2 separate regions of the Hordeum vulgare genome follow, and region 1 is linked to region 2. Evidence: chromatin contacts called from public Hi-C data. All regions are on one chromosome and are shown on one strand. Each heading gives the region's core, a stretch centred on a gene start, on an enhancer-like site or on the middle of the called end of the contact. The rest is flanking DNA. Distances are from core to core; before and after follow the strand shown.

The links. Hi-C and Micro-C count contacts between places; a contact is called where the count stands out from the background.
Region 1: a contact with region 2 is called in a Hi-C map of seedling, with 4 times the contacts expected there. The contact joins the enhancer-like site here to the promoter of LOC123453130 in region 2. A contact is called at or near these places in 3 of 6 Hi-C or Micro-C datasets (leaf and seedling) and 1 of 1 datasets of contacts at active chromatin or transcription factors (embryo).

The regions. Positions count from the first base shown.
Region 1 is chr5H:567,059,175-567,061,874 of MorexV3_pseudomolecules_assembly, reverse strand. No RefSeq gene overlaps it. Among protein-coding and RNA genes, the nearest start is that of LOC123399291, 29 kb to the left of the region's middle. Within about 2 kb of position 1,389, at least 1 of the 3 cell types and tissues checked has open chromatin away from gene starts, as enhancers often do. A contact at or near this core is called in seedling, where this site is marked.
Region 2 is chr5H:566,992,747-566,995,446 of MorexV3_pseudomolecules_assembly, reverse strand. LOC123453130 (non-specific phospholipase C1) reads right to left here and starts at 1,444. Exons shown (of 3, transcript XM_045129897.1): 1 at 192-1,444. The coding sequence starts at 1,335.

The DNA.
Region 1 (2,700 bases), core at 140-2,639, 66 kb before region 2:
GCTTCCTTTTCATCGAAGATCACATCGTCTAGATCCTCTTCTCACAGACCCAATTCCTTCAATAGCAGTTGAACATCATCGATCCGTGTCGCTGATCCCGAAGCTTCGTCCGAAGCCATCATTGACAACTCTAGCCCGAGAAAGAACAGATCAGGTTGCGGTAAAACCCCTAAACCTCAGGCTCGCTTCCACCGCACCAAGTCGGAGTGTCACCCTAACAGGGATAGGTTGGGAGTGAGAACGGCGGAGGTAGGCGGCAATGGTTCTCAACGGCGGCGAAAATCGCCACCGGAAGGACACAAAACCCTAACGTGAGGGGATCACGATTCCCTTTGTCTTGCTATAAGCGAGACAGGGAGCTCCTACCTGCCGCTCATTGCGGCAGGGAGTCTGTGCGCCGCACAAGGGGGCACCCCAACTGGGCCGGTCCATTTGTTTTTCAGTTACCTTTTTTCTTCTCTGTTTTTTTTGTTCGTATTTTCTTTCCTTTTTCCTTTTATTTTTTTATTTGAAGCAAAAACATTTTTTGAATTTGAAGAACAATTTTAAAAAAACGTGAACAAATTTGGAAATGCGAACAATTTTTAAATTTTGAGAACAAATTTTTAAACCGAGAATAATTAAAAAAAGTGAACAAATTTGGAAGAGCGAACAATTTTTTAAAGCACAAACATTTTTTGAATCTTGAGAAAAAAATATAAAGGAGAACAATTTTGAAAAAACACTGAACAAAATTTAAAGCACGAATATTTTTTGAATTTTGAGAACAAATTTTGAAACTGAGAAAATTTTAAAACAACTGTGAACAAATTTGCAAGCGCGAACAATATTTTAAAGCATGAACATTTTTTGAATCTTGAGAACAAATGTTGAAGCTGAGAACAAATTTGAAAGCGCGAACAAGATTTTAAAGCACAAACACTTTTTGAATTTTGAGGACAAATTTTAAAACCGAGAACAATTTTGAAAATCCTGAGCAAATTTGAAAGCGCAAACAATTTATTAAAGCACGAACATTTTCTGAATCTTAAGAATTGTTTTTGAAACTGAAAAGAAATTGAATCTTAAGGAAATATTTGAAAGCAAGAACAAATTTTGGAAGATACAGATCATTTTTTAAAATCAAGAACTTTTTTTGAAAAAACATAAATATTTTTTAAAAATCCAGAACTTTTTTGGAACAAAAACAGAAAAATAGAATAGAGAAAAATGAAAAAGAAAAAAACCTGGTTCAGGGAACCTTCTAGAGGATTCCCAAACCCGAAAAAACCCGGCTAGAACCTCTAGAAGATTCCCAAACCGTGTACGAAAGCCCCGCTACCTGGGCCAGCCCGATACCCCGTCGCGTCAACACGGCTTCGCACAGAGCGTCAACACCGCTTCGCAAATAAGGCTTTCCAGCGAGACATAGGGGCACCCCCATGCGATTGCCCCACGTCCAGATCGAATTGGGCTAGGATGTGCCTAATACGTGAAGGAGAATACAACATGTTCTCCATCCATTTTGCCAAGAAAAGAGAGCGGGTGCATTGGCTAATCCATGGGCTAAATGTGTATACAACATGTAAACCTCTTTTCGTATACATGATATGATACAAACTGTTTATCGACATAATATTTTGCCAAAAATAATCGGTATTGAAGAGAATACCCATGAATTGAACTCTATAATGCTCATGGTACTCGTGGCAACGAACACGAATATACGAACAGAAGTTAATTTGGACTTTCCGTTTACAAGATGCAATAAATTCAAGTTTTAAGATAAAAAAAAAGGATGGCCGTATGGGTTGCTGCATGCATGTGTGCCCCTGCAAGGTTTTTTACTACACATGACAAAAATATCATCTAATGTACTACAGCCACACAGAAATTCACAAAACCAACACGGAAAACTGATACAGCCACATAAGTATCGATCTACCACAACACCATCAACATGGTAAATAGGCGAGGCAATTTGACCAAATAAATCCCGCCAATGTTTAGCCAGCAAGAGCTCGCCCGTTGTTGTTCCCCCTCCCTGCACACAATGAGCCTGAGAAAACTGCCGATCGAACGTTCTTCCACGGACAAGCTCAGGACTGCTTTGACGATCGTGCTGGTCTCTTTCTCCAAGTGTTCGATGCAACCAATGGGCCAAATTTGATCCCCAGATCTTGCATGTGCCTCGTGCGTGCAGCGAAACATGCTGGTAGGGCATAGCAATAACATGCTGTTGTTGGCTCCCTTTCCTTGCATTTTGAATTTTAGTTCTGTTTGTTTGTTTTGTTCATTGTTTTTTTATTTTGTTGTGTGACACCTCGCATAATTGGAACTAAAAGCCACGAACACCGATGGCCCTTATCCTCCCCTAAGCGGTAATGGCGGTATCTTTCCCTTTAAGCGGCAAAAATGCCACAATGTTGCACCTATTGAATATCACGGTCGCATCGTCTAAGATGAAATCCATTCTGCCTTCAATCTGACACTCATGGTAGAACCATATATGATGCTTGGCCAGTGGCGGACCCAGCCCACTGGGCGAGGATGGGCCAATAGTATATAACCTCATAAAGATTTGTGTCATTTGGTTATTCTATCTATTTTGCTATGGTGTAATGGCTGATTTGTAAATCCAGGGGACTCGGAAGTGTTGTACGTTCTTGGCGGCTCCTGTCGTCTTCTCAGACGTCATCTCAAGGGTGATGTAGCCTTGAT
Region 2 (2,700 bases), core at 195-2,694:
ACAAGAAATTCATAGGACTAAACATCACTCATGTTCAAGTGTTAGGAAATGCCTATCAAAAACACAGCGCAAGCTAATACGTACACATTTGCAAGTCAATTCATATTCCTATTTGCTGCTAGTGTTGATCAACCAATCAATAAATTTCACTTATATGGACATTAAATTGGAAGATAAAGGGCGAAACTCACCGGTGCCCTTCTCAATCCAGGGCGAGATGAGGAAGCTGGGCACGCGCACCCCAAGCCGGTCAAACTTGAAGTAGTAAGGGTCAGGGCCAATAATCCCATCAGGCTGAGGCACTTTAACGACGGGCGTGGTGACGGGCGTGGGGACATGGTCATAGAAGCCACCATGCTCATCATAGGTGATGATGAGAGCCGTCTCGTTCCACTGAGGGCTCGCCCGCAGCGTCTCGTAGACCTCCTTGACGAACCTCTGGCCCCTGGCGACGTCGTGCGAGGGGTGGTCGTCGTTGGCCGGGAACTCCTTGCAGTCGAAGTACCTCTGCTCGATGACGACGTAGTTGGGCAGCTTGCCCCTGGCGGCGTCGAGCTTGAACCGGAGGCTGTACTGGTGGAACTTGACGAGGTGCTTGAGGCGGCGGAGGCTCTGGTAGAAGAGCGTGGCGGGGATGTTCTGGTAGTAGATGCCGAAGGAGAGGCCGTCCTCCTCGAGGCTGTCGAAGATGGTCTTCTGCGGGAAGCCGTTGATGAGGTCCTTGCGGGCGTTGAAGGTGAGCCCGTGGGAGGTGGCAGAGTGGACGAAGAGCCGGTTGGGCTGGGTGGAGGTGGGCACGGACGCGAACCAGCGGTCGAAGACGGCGAACTCGTCGGCGAGGGCGGCGTAGACGGGGACCGAGTCGGGCGTGAAGCCGCTCATGACGTTCTGCGCCATGCCGAGGCCCATGCCGCGCGCGTTCTGCGCGAAGCCCGACATCGGGGGCGGGACGGCGGAGGTGTCGGCGGAGCCGAAGATCTGCTCGCGGATGTCCTCGAAGCCGTGGCCGGGGTCGGAGTCGACGTAGCCGGCGTTGTCGGTGACGAAGATCTCCGGGGAGGACGGGTCGGACGCGTTGAGGCGGTTCGACTCCTTGCCGGTGAGGCCGTCGATGTCGGGGCGGGTGGCGCGCAGCCAGCCGAGGACGTGGTCGAAGCTGCGGTTCTCCATGACCACCACCACCACCGTCTTGACGGGGGAGTGGATCTCGCGCTTCTTGCGCCGCCGCTTCAGGCGCGGGCCGTGGTGGCCCCCGCCGTCCAGGCAGTGCGCGGAGACCATCAGGGCCAGGAGGAGGAGGCCCACGAGGAGGCGCCGCTCTCCGGCGGCGGCCATGGCGCCGGAGCCGGTCAGGGCGGCGGCGGCGGCGAGGGGGGTGGGGGGGTTGGTGGTGTTGCGCGAGTGGTTTGCTCCCCTTTTAATTTCAACTGGTCGCGTGCGGGCTGCGCTCAATCTTGTAGGATGGGGCCGGGAGGGTGGTTAGGCTGTTGGAGTGGGGGAGGCTGACGGGTGGGTCCCGGTTAGTGATGAAGTGGGGGCCCGGTGTCATTTGCGGTAAGTTAATCTTCCGTTTGGTGGGTCGGTGCAAACGCTGTCTGTGCGGGGCCGACGCTCTCAGGCTGACTGGTGGGGACAGGAAAGGTGGGGCCGCGAGGGCAGTATACAGGTTTTTATTTCGATGGGCCGTCACTTACTTTATCCGCATGGTTCTTTTTTTCTCTCTCTCGCTTAGCTATCTTTTTAGTGGATTTCTGTCTCTTAGTTTTTTTCTTTTCTCTCTCTCTCGCTTAGCTCATGTGAATGGATATGCTACAAGAATCTGTAGATTTTTCCTTGTCGTTGCTTGCATGTGGGGTTGTTAATCGGTCAACTGTTACCACCATGTGCAGTAATTCAACATGTCGAAATCTTGCATTTAATTTACTTTGAAATGTGCAGATCCCTTTTCTGGCGTGTTACTGTTAATTTATTTAAGTTAATGAGCATTTATTATCCTCTAAACCCTCCAATCCAGAACTTGCATGAGGAGTTAAATGAAGAGAGAGAGGACTAATGCATATTTTACTAGGGGTACCCCTGACTAAATGATTTTAGCCTCAAGACTAGTTTTAGTCTCTCTTTAATCAGGGTGTTTGAAACTTTAGCCTCTTAAAAAGACTAGTTTTTGTCAGACTAGTTTTAGTCTCTTGTATCCAAGCATCCTCTCAGTCATCCACATGAAGACAGTGGCAATCATGCGTTAGCGGCATCAAGGGCTTTAAATAGCGTCTTCTCGAGGTCACGGGTTGATATTTTATCATGGGGGCCTTAAATAGCGTCTTCTTCAAGATACCCCCTGCCGTCGATTTCAAACATAAATTCGGTGTGAATTCAACGAAAATTACCCTGTTTTAGACGAATTATAGACGGTCTCATTCATATTTATATAAATTTCAAAACATACATAAAATCTTAAAAAAAACTATGCCGCAGTCGCCGCCCCGGGTCTAGTTCATGCCGAGGGCTTGGTCGGCGCGATCGCCTCCTCATCGTTGTCGGAGAGAACGATGATGCCGCCCTCGTCACGATCGTGGCGCCGCTCGGCGTTCTCCTCCACAGCGCGACGCTGACGCTCTATCTCCTGCCTCACGTAGTCATCGCGCGACCATTTGAGGCCGACGTCGAGGTCGACGACCATGGCCTCGTGCTCCTACTTCACCA